Regions from separate parts of the Mus musculus genome. Here regions 2 and 3 are each linked to region 1. The links are chromatin contacts, called in public Hi-C and HiChIP or PLAC-seq maps. All regions are on one chromosome and are shown on one strand. The core of a region is the stretch at or near the end of the contact, and the rest is flanking DNA. Distances in the headings are between cores, read along the strand shown.

Region 1 (5,072 bases), core at 1,564-4,063:
CAGATGCTTTCCACTCAGTCCCGGGTGGGCATCTGGCTGTGTGAAGCCACTGAACCCACTCGGCAGGGGGTGGACCAGGGGCAGCCCCTGGTACCAGGTTCTCAGTCTCCACCAGGTTCTCGGTCTCTGGCATCCCACACTGGGTACAGCAGAGGAGATGAGCACAGAATAGGGCCCCAGAGCAGCACCAAGTCCCAGAGATACAGGAAGAGAGGGAAGTGGGAGAAGGTTCCCATGCAGGTGAGAGTCTTTAGTACTGTCCTTGATGAACAGAGACAGTCTATGGTTTTAGAGCTTTATTGTAGAAAGGCAGGGAGAAAGGAGAAAAGGTGGAAAGAGAGAGACCGGCCATGGCCAAGAGAAAAGAAAGGGGAAAAGGAGAGAGCGAAAGGAAGGACTAGAGAGAGAGGTAAAAGCTTAGAGAGAGTAAGAGGTTAGAGAGTAAGAGCGAGGAGAGAGAGAAGAGAGTGAAGAGGGGCCAAACAGCACCTCTTATATTGGACTTGTTATCTTGTTGTTGCTAGGTAACTGGGAGGAGTCTAGCCTGAAGGTCAGAAGCTTGGGACATAGTCTACGTGACTGTTAGTCATGAGCTTCTCCTGTGGGGGATGTGGGAGCAATAACTTCAACAGGAGCCACGGGTCCAGGAGACATGAGGGAATGCCTTCCGTCCATGTAGGCGAATTATCACCACCAAGTTTTACCGGGGTTCAGACCTCAGCTCGACTGGAAACTAGGCTGCCTGTGCATAGCCCATTGCCCCACACTCCAGGTACCAAGTCTCTGGTATTCAAAGCTCTGGTAACCAAGACTCTTCAAGAATGCCATAAGCCCTACCAGAGCTGTGAGCACACATGGCCATCATGCTCAGCAAACATGTCAGGCACCAGGTGTGCATCTGAAGTAGCCTAACCAGGTTTACAGAACCCTGGCCTCGAGTAGCTTACATTCTAATGATAAGACATAGGAAAATATCCAAGAAAACTAGCCAACATGCCCACCTTCATCTTAAGTGAGACAAAGGACAGAGGTGTCTTAAGCACCATGGTAAGACAGAGCTTAGTCCTGGGGGGAAACCAGCTGCACTTGTGTTAAATTCTTTTCTGTCACTGTGATAAAACACCATGGTCAAAAGCAACTTAAGAAAGATTTAATTTGACTTACAGGTCCAAAGGTCGTGAGCCCCTCATAGTGACTAAGGCATGGGACAGTGAAAGGAACACCTTTCACCTGGTCACATTTTTTTCCCACATATAAGGAAGAAGGGACAAACAGGAAGTTGGGTAAGGTATAAACTATCAATGCCCACCCCCAGTAACATACTTCCCTTAGCAAGATTCTACCTCTTAAAGATTCTACAACTCTCCAAACAGTACCACCAACCGGGGACCAAGTGTTCAAATGCCTTTTCTGCTCATTCAGTTCCAGTCAGGGATCAACAGGGTCAGACGCCCTTAGGTAAAGATATAGTTAGTAAGTTCCAGAGAGATAAAGTCTCTTGGAGAGCAATAACCTGGGGAAAGAGGAGGAGGAGGAGGAGAACAGGCCTCAAATCTTGCAGAATTGAAGTTTTGCTTCTACCTTCTTGACAAGATGCCACCAGACTTGGCACGGTGCCAGTTCCCAGTAAAGACTACACATGTGCCTTCACGTTTGTCCCCAAATCTCTCTGATGACACCATTCTATCTGCAGCCATTGAGCACTCTTCTCAGGGTGCGTGGCATTGTCCCATAATCACTCTTTGTGGTGGCCAATCACATGGGTGTCTTTCCCAGCTTATAAGTCAGATGACTTTTATTGGCCCTAAGCTTCCGTTTTCTGACCTAAAAAAGATGCAGATCTCAGATCACTGTGACTGATAGTTGATCTGATTGTCAGCTTGATGGGACCCAGAGTCATGCTGATAACAAATCTCTGGGTGTGATTGTGAGGAACTTTCTAGATTAGGTTAATAGAGATAGAAAAACCCACCAAAATACAGGCAGTACTATTTCATGGGCTGTGATTCTAAACTGAATATAATGGGTGAAGTGGGCTGAATTCAAGCCTTCACCTTTGTCTCTTTATTGACTGTGGATACAAGCAAACGGCTTCTGTTGCCATGACTCCCCTTTCCATGGTGATCGATATCCCTCTGGAACTGTAAGCCAACATCAACCCGGCCTTGGTTGCTTTTCAGTCATCCTCTCCTAACAGACTAATGAATACAGAAGCGTCCATGAGATTACACCCTGTGACAGCACAGCCCTGAGCTGGAGAGAGCAACCACATGTAGGCAGTTCTCATGAAATGGTGAACATTTTTATTAATCATATCAGGAACTGATTCCTCGGGCTTAAATGCTTCCTAGCAGAGTGTACCAGAACCTTTGGCATCAGCTTTGACGTCTTCTAGGCTGACAAAAATGGATTACTGGAAAGGGTCTGAGAGGCGATAAAAGTGTTATGATCTAAAAGGTCTACCATTTCCCAAATAATATTGTCTCTATTGTTTATTTTTTAATGCAGCATCCTGGAAATTTCTAATCTTATTCCCTCAACGTTTCTCTCCACTCTATTGTGTTTCATGTCAGCATAAGCAGGAAGACATCGGCAACAGGACCTTCTGATGGAGAATCAATAACAGCAAGCGTAGGGTACATGACCAGAAACTCAATTCTTGCCTAGACGAGAAGAGAATTCTATTTAACCCAAGGAATACCACGGTGAGATTTCTACCTCCTGAGAAACAGAGACTCTGCAAGGGCTGAGGGAAAGGCTCCACCCTGTCTAGCTCAGGGTTTTAACTGGCTTATACAGGGCTTTGTTAAGTACCAAGCCCTAGCGCCATCTCCTGGTTGAACTGAGAACTGGAAAAGAGGCATTTTACAGAAGGACCCTTCCTCGCCTTATCAGAAATTAAGTTCAGGAGGAAAACCTGGTAATTTCGTCGGAGCGGCTGTGTTTTCAACCTCCTGTTAAGTATCTAAATGGAGAAAAGCAGATGGTAAGAGTCTCAGCCACTTACAGTCCCCACAGGGATGGCCCCTGTTATGCCACCGCTTCCTTTGTTTCTGTAAGAACTCATCACTACGCAGAGCCACCATCCTCTAGGGGCAGCTTGTGATAGCCCCTCTCCTGCCCACATACCCATCTGACCTGAGGATCCTCCTCTGCCCAAATTAGCATCCTCAACGCCTCTGCTTTCTGGAGATTACATATATATATTCTCCAGATTGTATATATAATATATATGTATATATGTGTGTGTATACACACACACACACACACACATATATATATATATATCACATTATATTATGTGTTCAGAGTCAGGCTTCTGGTCACGGCAAAACTGCAAGACCACGTTCACCCCAGACCCAGACCCAAACCCAGACCTTTCTCTGGTAAGGCTCGATTTGGTGTCTTGCCCTTTTTAGAGAAAGAAAAGCTGGATTCCTGGCCCTTGTGACCCTTTTCACTTTGAAGTCCTAGGTGAGATTGGATGGTCTAGATCAAGTTGCCACCCCCATTTAGCTCCTTACACACCTTTAAGCCAGGTGACTTGACAACATAAGGCAGAGATCCCAAAATAGCTCGAGAAATACAGGGTCAGAGAGAGTGCAAGTAACTTGGCCAAGATCTTACAGGAAGTAAACGGAAGAGGCAGAACTCTAGCTTGTACTTCCTAGTTCCTCTCGGTCACTGGAATGAATCTTTCAGAGACCTGGGATTTGGGGTTGTGCTGCTGACAACAAGGGTGCTCCTTATAGTTGCGGATGAGTGAAATGGAGGCAATTGTCTATAGACGGAGGTGCTCTTCAAGGCCCTTTGAGTGAATATGGGAAGTATTAACGTCAGGCGTTGCTTACCCCTTCTTGAACAAGATGTACCCAGTAAAATCCTTTCCCCAGTCCTCTCTCACTCGATGAGCGATTGAACCCTAGTTCATACCCAAAGCCTGGGTTTTTAGGACCCTGTTAGTAGTTTTCTCACAGTGTCCATGCCTGAGGATTGATTTCTCATGGCTATTTGCAAAAGCACAAATACAAATGCTATTAACTGGCAATAAAACCAGCCAGCCGACTCTAAAAGCCAGTACTGGCAACTGCTCCATGGTCTTTGGGGACCTTCAGTTTGCCAGGTCCCACTAAAGCAAACATTTCTTTTGATGTCAAGATTCCAAGGGCGGCAACCTTGTCTCTTGCTCAAAATTTATAGAATGATGATGGAGAGAACCACAGAGAGCCGTCAGGGTTCCTAATGCCAGAACCACCCTTCCTGAATCAATATATAGATTTCTTTCTTTTTTCAAGTAACATTACTTTTTATTTTAAAAAGAAAAAAGAAAAATGAAGAAATTGAATCAGCATTATTAAACCATTTTTTTGGATTCCTGCATCGGACGCCGTGCATCAAAGATGTACATGCATACAGACAAACCTCTTCAAGGAACCGTAATCTAGTGACAGGAGACAGCTGACACAGGAAGCAGACAGAGAAACAGCCAGCAGCCACAGTCAGTGTGCGATGGAGCACTGCAGACAACAGCAGTTATTCATGGTCAGAAGGGAAAGCGAGAATGTGGGAAACAGACAGAAAGCGTTGGTGTGCCTGCTTTCCTGGACCCCGTGGTGCCATTGAGCTGGTCTATAAAACGATGGAGTAAAACCTTCTTTCTCTTTTTAAAAGCTACACACATTTTGGTTCCCATATTTTCGCTGTCCGTGGGGCTGGGTTTCAGAAGACATCACAGGCACGTGCAGACAGAAGCCTCCCTGTCCCTCTCTTTTCTTCTTCCTCCCCCCTCCCATCCCCTCTCCCCAGTTCCCTTTGTTCTCCTAGGCAGTTGTAATTTGTGTATCCAGATAAAATCTAGAATGCACAACAAGAGAGAACGCACAGTGTTGGCCTCTCTGAGTCTGACTTAATTCACTCAACATTATCCCTTGTTGCATCCATTTTCCTATAAATGACATAATTTTTTATGGCTGAAAATTTTCCATTGTGTGCATCTACATGCCACGACTTTATCCATCCCTCTGCTGCAGGACATCTGGATGAGTTCCATAACTTAGCTATTCTTTGTTTTT
Region 2 (5,072 bases), core at 1,279-3,778, 360 kb before region 1:
TTATTATTTTCCTGCCCTGGTTTGCTGTCTTTTTTTATAAAAAATTATTTTATTTTATTATATTTTATTTTATGTGAATGTGTATTTTGCCTGAATATATGTCTGTATGTCACATGCATTCCTGATGCCCACAGGAGACAGATGGTTTTCAACCTGTGACTCACAACCCCTTTGGAGGTCAAACAACCCTTTCACAAGGGTCATCTAAGACCATCAGAAAACGCAGATATTTATGAGTCATAATAGTAGCAAAACTGTAGTTACGAAGTAGCAACGAAATAATTCTATGGTTGGTGGTCACCACAACATGAAGAACTGTATATTAAAGGGTCAAAACATTTAGGAAAGCTGAGAACCACTGCTCTAGAGTGTCGGATCCCCTAGCAGTGACATTATAGAGGGTTGTGAGCTGCCATGTGGATGCTGGCAATCAAACGCAAATCCTCTAGAATAGCAGCCAGTAATCTTAGCCACTGAGCCATTTTTCCAGATTCCTTCTAACCTTTCCAGATCTAAGATACCGCCAATGGCTCTTAGGTATTACACTTTATGCCTTGGAGTGAGAACTTTATTGTTAGATTCTCTAGTTCCGAGGTTAGCCCATAACCATCCCAATGTCCCCAGCTTGTTGTGGGACTACTTATCTTCCACCATCTTGCAAATCAATTTCCCTAGGTCAATCCCCTTTCATAGCATGAGAGTTTGTCTACAAATATATAAGCAGGTATAGTTCCACGTCCCTCCCTGATTGGTTCTGTCTTTCTGGGGATATCTCACAAATTCAACCTGGATTTCTCAGACAAAAACTTCCCAAACAAGGGACACCTGTCAGAAGCGCAGCCTTTGGTTTGGTGGGAATTGGTAGGTGGCTTGTTAAAGCATAGGGAAGGTTGCTCACATCTGAATGAATGAGCCGGCTTAGTTTTAGTGAAGTCCACAGATCTAGCAGATCTGGAGGTGGAGAGTCCCCGGTGAACACACTAGAGCATCAAAACTCAGGTTCATGGAGTGGCTCTGATCACCTAGCCCAAGGGTCTCATCCCACTAGCCCTCACTCACTGGCTGGAGACCTGCCTGTGTCCTCGGGGAAGCCCTGGCTGACAAAATTCATGAGCTCAGCCGGGCAGGGTATTGGCTAGCCGAACGGTAGACTTCGCTCCTCCAGCGCTGCGCTCCAACTCTCCCCTGCTCCTGGCCATCTGCACTGACCAAATTAACCACAACTTGTGAAATGCCCCCTTCTTGTTGTGGAGACACTACCTCTGTGTCTGTTTATAAATAGATGAAGTTGTTAACAGCACACTGGAAAGGGACCAAAACCAAACACTCAACTGGTCCAAAAACATGTCAGGCTAACATCTCTTGGAGGAATGCCTCTAAGCATTGTACATGGGCCCTGGGACCATCCCAATTCTCTGGACCCAACTCATGCTCCCTTTGGTCATGAAAACACTTCACATACATAGTTTTAGACATCTGATGGTGTGTGCTGTACTTGCATGTGATGGAGGGGTGAGAGGGGGCTGGGAACAGGAGACAATGATGCAGTAAATGAATTTCCCAGAGCTGGAAGCAAAATGAAATGGTAACAAAAATTTTACACAAACAGGATTTTGTTTTTGCTTTTATTTAATGTTCTAATGTTTTTAAAGCATATTGGTAAGCCATAAACAAGTTCTAACCTACAGACTATGGTTAGAAATGTTTTCATTTTTCAAGGCCTTTTTTTTTTTTTTTTAATTGAGGCATTATGGAGTATTCATTAGTTATTCAGGCAGATTCTCACTCTGTAGCTCAGGATGAGATCCAAGAAGTGAGCCACCAGGCTGGGTTATTTATTACTGCAGCAAAAGCATGCATTGAAGGGTATCTTGTTAGGGTATGTGGGAAAGGTATTATTATTTCTTTCTGTTGTTTTATTGGGCATCCTAAAGCCTGAATAGTGTGAGCCAAGTGTCTCTGGGAAGTGCTGGGAGCAAGGACCCCAGCTCAGAGTGGAACCATTTCTCTCATTTCTGCCCTTTGCTGTTATTCAAAGCCCAGCAGTGTCCAAGCAAAGGGGAAGGGACACCCTTTATCTCCTTGACCAAAGGGCAACAGAAGTGACTCGGGGAACACAAAGAGGGAAGGAGCTCCCTCCATCACATCTGCAGCCATCAGCCAGGGAACACTGCTGTGTGTGGTCCCCCCACCCCCACCCCCACCCCAGAGCGCCTTTCCATTGTATCCTAATAAATAGCCCCTCGTGACTCTAGGACTCCGGTCACTTGCGGCTGATTTGCTTTGGGTAAGATTATCACAAAGATTGGTATCCACAGATACTGAAAAAAAAAAAAATCTAACAAACTAGCTGTAAACTTTAGCCAACGAAAGAACTCACACCTGGACATGAGTCAGTAAACCATTCTAATCAAGTTCACTGCAGTCCCTGAAGATCTGTGACACAGTTTCCTGCAGGGAGTATGACATGGGCTTAGCAAATCCGCACCCTCACTGCCAGGCTCTCCTGTGAGAACTCCGGTCAGGCAAGCAACACAGCCTGTTGCTAGGTAACAGAGCACAGCTAGCATGTTACCTCATGTTTGTAAATGGCCAGGAAGAGAAAGACAAATCTGTGCAAAAAGACCTCAGCAAACACAGAGGGAGAGCAGACGGGAGGCAGCTCAGCAAACCTTGGGCTATCGTCTGGTCAGACTTCACAGAAGCACACAACAGGCATAGCCACAGTGCAATTTCCTGCCTGTGTTTTGCTTTCTTACGTTTACTCTTGGGGCCTTAGACAAGCTTTCTTCTCAGACTTTAGACGGCCTTGGTTTCCTTGTGGTTCTCTTGATGGAACCACATTGCCCACTTCCTGTTCCAGCAAGATCAGCGAGTGAGTAGGTGAGAGGCATGGGGGACGCAGAGCCCACCCTACCTCCAAGGACAGAGCTGGATGGTGGATGCTGTCTTCACAAAACATGTTATTTTTAGATTAAAGTTAGAAACGTATCTCTCACAAACCTGCTCCTGGTCAACGGCTCAAGGGTGAGGAGGGAAAGAAACAAGGTCCAAGTCGTGGGTCTGTAGAAGAGGGAGTAGCGTTCCCAGATTCAAGAGAACGCTTGCCTCATTCCAGAGTGGCTCCACTCCCAGAGAAAACCAAATATTCTTTATGTAGATACAACAGCCGGGGACAGAGTAATTAACACACACCATGTCTTGATTGGCATGTACCTTTAAGAGCCATAATCCAAATGCCTTGTGGGACTCTGCAATGGCCTAAGAAAATGTCATGGGCAAAGCCGGAGAAGTCTGTACTTTAATAACATCCTATGAAGGCTGATTTCTTCAAGGAACAATAGCATGGCAGAGTCAAAAGCCACAGTAGGCAGAGGGGACCATTAAGAACATTGTCACTACAACTGTCTATAAGTTTAAAATTACTCAAATACAAAACTTTGAAAAGAAGAGTCCACCTGAAGTGTCAAAGGGGATCAGCCACACACTCATATACTGGTAGTTACTTATTATTATTATTATTATTATTATTATTATTATTATTATTATTATTGTAGTAGTAGTAGTAGTAGTAGTAGTAGTAGTAGTAGTAGTAGTAGTAGCAGCAGCAGCAGCAGCAGCAGCAGTAGTAGTGTATTAGTAATAGCACACAGCAGGGAGGGACTTACAAAAACCAGAGACAGAAGTAGGATCCTGGGTTTCACCCATTCGGCACTACCAGTTTGATATCATATTTATTTCAGCCTCACAGCTAAGAAGTCCCCTTTAAACTTTTTTAAACTTCATGTGTGCCCATTTACGATGTCACAGATGAAGCAACGGCTGTAGGGGAGTGTGGCCACTTACCCAGGAGCAGTCTCTACAGAGCTTTGAGCAGGTCCATCACTTCTGCACAAGGGCAGTTTTCACACAGCAGACAACCACATCTTCTGGGCCTTATTTCTTCAGGTAATTTCTCCGGTAAGTGGCGTCCCTGTACTAACACTTCACACGCAGTAGCCTCTGTGTTCAACCAAGCTCCATTCCACCACACCTGACCTAACCCAGCGCCAAGTGTCACACGGTTGAGACTCACAGAGTTACGATGCCACATTATTACCACAGAGATAGCTGGAAGGGATAAAGCCGCCTTGTACCTACTTTTCTCTGGGCTTAAGTTACCTCTCACTGGTAAATAAGCTGGACATGCCATCCCATGAGGTTTGTGGCCACATCAGCTGATAGCCAGTTGGTGACACTTAATGTAAAATATATGTCATCACCAGAAAAGAGGTTAGACGGTAGGAAAGCAAACTGAATGATGTTTTCAGTAATACTGGTGAGAAAATATTGAATAAAGTCTTGCATCAGTAACTAATACATAACAACAAAGAGAGACACGGAGTCCTAGGCAGCCATGATGTCGGCTTACACAAGACAGTCTGTTTGTTGACATTGGCGCCAAGTCAGCATGTATAGTCAACTCCTGAAGCCAACTTTATGAACTTAATATTTAGAAAGATGAAGTGGTTGCGTCAATATTTAGAAAGAAAAGCTAAACTCGAAGAGGTAAGCTTCCAGGGATAACTTTCAGTTGGTACTTGAACCACATCGTCTCACTTCCTGCTTGGTCTACAACGTGTACCCATATCGTGCTCCTCCCTGACGCTGTATTCTAGTCCAAACATCCCACTCTCTCCATGGTTCCGAACAAAGTCTTTAGGAGGACTGTATCATATAGGAGGCTATATCATATAAGCCCCACTGAATCAGATGACTCTATTATCAGCTCCCTGGACACATAACAGCAATCTAGCTGGAAAACCAAGTTTTCCAGTCTTAGAACCCTGCACTGGGATCTCACTAAAGAGATAACAATCTTGCCAGCTAATCACCCATCACTTCCTGTAAAACTCAGGGCTCTCCAGCAGGCACAGAGAATATGCCACAAAAACAAATGACTATTTTTGAAAAGGGAAAAATCTGAGACTTTCACATACCCTCCCTCCAAGCTCTCAACAGGCTTCACTAACATGTATTTTTTTTTTCCTAAGATGGGGATAAATCGGTTGATTAAAAACAGAACATTTCTT
Region 3 (5,072 bases), core at 989-3,488, 280 kb before region 1:
AACTGCAGCACTCCAGTGATTGCGCCATGTGCCTCACCAGGGCAGCACTGTGGAGCACGCGTGCGTATGTTATATCACACCCCAATCCCTGCCTGTGGCAGTTGGGAGAGCCCCAAGTCATGGGTGTGTGAGAGCTAGCCCTGCCCCTCACTGGCTGCAGCACTTGGGACACTGCACCTTGTCTGAGCAACACAGTAGGGTTGACCATGATGGTGAGGGCATAAGGGTGGGAGAGCTGCCACTCTCTGCTCCCTGTCAATGTAAGCATTGGGTGGGCTAGCCAGGACAGTGCTGGAGAGATAGTCCTGGTGGTGTGGGTGCTGGAGAGCTGGTAGGCTGACCAGTTCAGCTGCCCCCCACACCCAGCATCCACCCCCATCTATGAACTGTTAGAGCATGTGAAAGAGCAGGCTCTGCTGATCCAAAGCTGCAGGGTCTTCACGATTCAGGGCAGCATCAGGATAATCAAGAAGAGTCCTGGTGAGTATCTAATATTGATAATACTGAGAAGCCAGAGGCCTCAAACCAGACCAATGAACATTTGCAAGTGAAGTTCTGTGGTCCAAAGAATATCCTGTGTGACACACTGCAGCTTCCACCATGAGATGTTTGCTTTGCTTTGTTTTGTCTATTTTGTTTGTTTGTTTGTTTGTTTTTATTTACTTTTCAAAAGGAGGTTGCAGGGACAGAGGGCAGCTATGAAGGGATGGGGAGATGGGTGGGACTGGGATGAATAATGTGAGGTTCACAAAGAAATCAATTAAAAGTAAAAAAAAAAAAAACCCAAAATCTCTCATACCTCAATTAAAAATATAAGTTACACGATTTTAAGATAGGTAAAAGATTTGTGTATAAATGCTCCAAAGAAGACATTAATGGCTGGTAAGTGCCTGAGAAGATGCTCAACGTTAGCTTTTAGGGAAATGCAAGCAAGAACCATGAGATAACCACTTCACATAGGCTACCTTGACTCACAGACTCAGAGGGTTCAGACCATGGTCTTTTGGCCCAAAATATTCAGGCAAAAGACCATCACTGCGGTGGGACTGTGTGGGGGAGGGCAGCTGCTCACCTTAAAGTGGATAGAAAGCAGAGAGACAGGAAGAAACCAGGGACAAGACCCACACCCCCCCCCCCATCCCTGCCCACCACTGTCCTAAAGCCCTGCATCTAGTGGCTATTTCACGTAGTTAGGTCCCACCTGGAGTTTCCAAAACCTCCCCCAAATAGTGTCGCTAACTGGGAACCAAACAGTTAAAACATGGAAGAGGTTTTCTATTCAGACAATGACAACCCTGCTCCATCATCTGTGCTCAGTCAGGAAGCCTGGAGGGGTATGTTGAGGAAAAAAGCAGCCTTCTATGAGCTAGTCCATAGTCTTGAAGGAGAGGTGGGCAGCATGCTAGCGTATTGCAGCTGAGCAAGTATGAACATGGCAGCTGCCCTCCAGGTCGCCAGACGAAAACCTAGTCACCTACAGGGTCAGCAGGTCAGGCTTCATTGTCTTTCCAGTGTGTAGAAGGCTGTGTTCTAAGACAAAGCCGTCTGGAGTCTGGTGGAAGTTGGGGAATCGGACTGGGCCTTCTGCTTCTTAGGAAGTATTTATGGGGGGCTGGTGAGATGGCTCAGTGGGTAAGAGCACCCGACTGCTCTTCCGAAGGTCAGGAGTTCAAATCCCAGCAACCACATGGTGGCTCACAACCATCTGTAACAAGATCTGACGCCCTCTTCTGGAGTGTCTGAAGACAGCTACAGTGTACTTACATATAATAAATAAATAAATCTTTAAAAAAAAAAAAAAAAAAAAAGGAAGTATTTATGGGATCGTTCTTGCTCCCTTAATTTACATCACAATCTGTACCTCAGCATCGCCCAGTTCATGGTCATCCTTGCCTTTGATGGACTCTGATGACCAGGTCTCCAGTGCCTTCTAATAGGGAGGGCTGTGGGTGTGCAGGAATGAACCTGAACTCTGCCCTTACCAGGAATAGACAGAAATTGCAAGAAACTCAAAGCACAGATGAAATTTCCCACTTGGTTACCCAGAAGCAAGCAGGCCCGTGAAGCTGGCCAGCTGCAGGCAGCCAAATGCTCTTCTTTTCTGTAAGACGAAAGCTTTTAGCTTGCAGATTCTGTCCAGCTGGAAGCTCCGGCAGGAATGATAAAGCAGGGCTTATGGCCAAGCCTTCTGAAAAGTAATCTCTTAAAAGCAGATGAGGAGAGACATGCGGTCTGGGGCAGCAGTGCATCTTGAGATTTCTGGGACTCTCAACCCACCCCGAGCCAGCTTGTCTCTGCTTATCTGTAAGCTTAACAATGAGACTGGGGACACATTAGACTCCTGCAACAACGGGCTTTTCCTCTTTGAATGAATGACTGCAATTGCCCTTGCTGCTGGTGAGTCTGAGCCTCACTACCCTGCCTCTTTATTCTAACCCTCCTCCTGCTCTTATTGTACTTTGCTTAATGGCAAACAGTGTCACAGTCTCAGCATGCCAGGGAGGGCAGGAGACAGGCTAGGGTTTAGATGGAGTGGCACAAGCAGGAGAGACTAGATGCTGCCTACCCCAGAGAAGGGGCAATGATCACTCAGACCCAATTCACTGCCTGTATTATTAGCAGTTTTTTTTCCCCCAAGAACACCAGAAATCTGAATTTTTATTGGGCATTTCCATATTTTAAAGTAATGTGAGCAGAGCCACTAAAGGGATTATGAGAAAGGGCTCCTTCCTTTCCATCCAGGGCAGCCATCAGGTGACCTGAGATGGATGCCCACAAGGGCATGAAGGTACACTGCTGGCAATAGTGACAGCTCTCTGCGCCCCCCCCCCCCCCCCCCGGTGGCTGCAAACGCCCAGCTCCTAAAGGCGCATCTTACAGCAAACCTGGTTAGCTCGTTTGCTGGAACTCTTCAGTCCGCCTCTGAAGAGTTGGACCCCACTGTGGGGCTTTGAGAGTCTTGAATTCTTACTGGGCGGGGGAAGATTCCACATATAAAATCTTCAAGGTTATCCTCACTGGGGAAATCCTTAAAGCTCTCAGAAGGAACCATGGGGCCCAGTGAGTCACTGAACACAAGTCCTGACTCTGGCGAGCAGCGAGAACCAGAACCAAGGGAAGGGCCACACAATTCATCTTATGGTTGGTGTGGTTCTCATGGGGCTCAATACTCTCCAGCCCCACTGTTGCCATTAGCACAAGATGTAAGTAATGTTTGTAAACATTCGTACCTAAGAAACAATTCAGGGCAGTCAAAAGAAGAAAAAAAGAGAGAAAAGAAAGAAGAACGTGGGACTCACGGATCTATACACCTTGAAGGTTTACAAATAAGGCTACCAGTTTGCAGTCTCTGCTGAAGACCACAGTGGCTAACAGCCGGGATTCTGGAATCCAATTAATTAGATTTTAACTCTGTGCCAACTGTGGGTCTAGAGTGAATTATCTAATCTTATCACCATCAATTAAAAATTTACCCACCACCATCTTTTGAGAATTAAACATGCTTACCACAATGTCAGACCTCTAGTACGCGCTCCATAAGGATGAACTGTTTCTACTCTATACTTATTTCTTTTGAAAAGACAAGTTTCTAGCTTCAAAATGCAGCTTTACAAACAACCTTTGTGCTGGAAATTGCCCAGCAACAGGCCCTGCTATGAACTGCAGAGCTGCAAGATCCGTGCAGCACTGATTGCTTCCCTGCAGCTCACCAGAGGCCAGGAAGGCAGGCCCTCCCCCACAGGGCATGCCCAGAAACTATAGATCCGGCCTTAATTACCAGCAATTAAATAGGCTTCAGCCTGCAGTGCAGAATCCGGTGCTGCTGTAGCCTCTGGAGGGCCTTTCGGGAAGGTGGCTCAGCTCTTCAGGAGCCTTCCTTACCCACACCCTACCATTTATTTAGTTCCCTCAAACTTCCCAGGTGTCAGGGAATCTGAGTTTGGTGGGTAGAGAACTTTTGGCAGCTTTGTTCTGACTAGGGTTTTCTTAGTTATAGGCGTTCTTGGAGGCAAACCTGGGCTCCTAGATTCTCTCTGGACAGTGAGAGATTAAGGCCCTGGTCTTTGCCATGATGCTCTGATTTGGGGGATGGGGGGATCAGCAAGAGGGAGTGTTCTACAACTGCAAGAAAGTGATACTTTAGCTGAAGTGGAAAAAGATAATTCAGAATAGATAGATAAATGAATAGAAAGATAGGTGATAGATAGACAGACAGATAGATAGATAGATAGATAGATAGATAGACAGACAGATACACAGTAGATAATGCATAGACAGTTAAATGTATGCTCTTCTAGTGTGGTAGAAAAAGCAGCTGTGGCAGAGGCTTTCAGCAAGTGGTGAAAGATTCAGAAAGGACACCAAGGCAAAACTGGCGGCACCCTCAGCATCTCTGGGTCTGAAGTGTCATGAGTACAGGCAAGAACCCAAGTACCTGGACTAGCCTTTTTGTTTGTCTGAGTCTCCATCTCTGACACAGGCTACTGAAACATCCAAGAAAGTCCCTTTTTCCTGGCCTTTGTTGACAGTGTGAGTCTCAGCAGAACTCTTGGTAGCCTCTGGGGAGAGCAGGCAAGTAACTGCACCTGCTCTTGGCTCTGGAGCCCCGAGGCTGAATGAAGTTGGCTCTTGGAGCAGCTGAGTGGCCTCCATCCAAGCCCTAAGGTTTCAGCGAGCCTCTGCAAGGCAAGCAGGAACTTCCCTGGTTTCTGTTTCACAGTCAGGTTTATTGTATCTTGGTTGCAATTCACTACTTATTTTCACTAGTCATTAATGACTCTGAGTGCCTGTTGTTTTACACACACACACACACACACACACACACACACACACACACACACACACACACAGAGAGAGAGAGAGAGAGAGAGAGAGAGAGAGAGAGAGAGAGAGAGAGAGAATTGTATAAAAATTAAAATGGAGGTTTAAAGTAGCTTCCTTGTTAATGCAAATCTTATCTCTTAGTATGTTTTTATATAAGTGATACCAGGCCAAAAGAAAAGCAAAACCAAAACAACACAACACAAGACAAAACAAAACACCTCCCCACTGCTTGACCAGTGTGTAACCTG

The links. Hi-C and Micro-C count contacts between places; a contact is called where the count stands out from the background. HiChIP or PLAC-seq counts read pairs in DNA pulled down with a chosen protein or histone mark.
Region 2: an H3K4me3 HiChIP or PLAC-seq map of embryonic basal ganglia shows a contact between it and region 1, with 4 times the contacts expected there. The contact joins two enhancer-like sites. A contact is called at or near these places in 2 of 484 Hi-C or Micro-C datasets (the AML12 cell line and embryonic stem cells), 9 of 115 datasets of contacts at active chromatin or transcription factors (T-cell acute lymphoblastic leukemia, cardiomyocytes, embryonic basal ganglia and 5 more) and 1 of 9 other capture datasets (adipose tissue).
Region 3: a Hi-C map of the N1E-115 cell line shows a contact between it and region 1, with 3 times the contacts expected there. The contact joins two enhancer-like sites. A contact is called at or near these places in 3 of 484 Hi-C or Micro-C datasets (the N1E-115 cell line, gonadal supporting cells and rod photoreceptor), 7 of 115 datasets of contacts at active chromatin or transcription factors (differentiating embryonic stem cells, embryonic basal ganglia, embryonic forebrain and 4 more) and 1 of 9 other capture datasets (embryonic stem cells).

The regions. Positions count from the first base shown.
Region 1 is chr13:99,835,163-99,840,234 of GRCm38.p6, forward strand. No RefSeq gene overlaps it. Among named protein-coding and RNA genes, the nearest start is that of Cartpt, 63 kb to the right of the region's middle. Within about 2 kb of position 2,814, at least 39 of the 459 cell types and tissues checked have an H3K27ac peak or open chromatin away from gene starts, as enhancers often do. A contact at or near this core is called in the N1E-115 cell line, adipose tissue, embryonic basal ganglia and 1 more, where this site is marked.
Region 2 is chr13:99,473,078-99,478,149 of GRCm38.p6, forward strand. The region is part of intron 2 of Map1b (microtubule-associated protein 1B); the gene reads right to left. Among named protein-coding and RNA genes, the nearest start is that of Map1b, 41 kb to the right of the region's middle. Within about 2 kb of position 2,529, at least 150 of the 459 cell types and tissues checked have an H3K27ac peak or open chromatin away from gene starts, as enhancers often do. A contact at or near this core is called in adipose tissue and embryonic basal ganglia, where this site is marked.
Region 3 is chr13:99,558,648-99,563,719 of GRCm38.p6, forward strand. No RefSeq gene overlaps it. Among named protein-coding and RNA genes, the nearest start is that of Gm26559, 45 kb to the left of the region's middle. Within about 2 kb of position 2,239, at least 16 of the 459 cell types and tissues checked have an H3K27ac peak or open chromatin away from gene starts, as enhancers often do. A contact at or near this core is called in the N1E-115 cell line and rod photoreceptor, where this site is marked.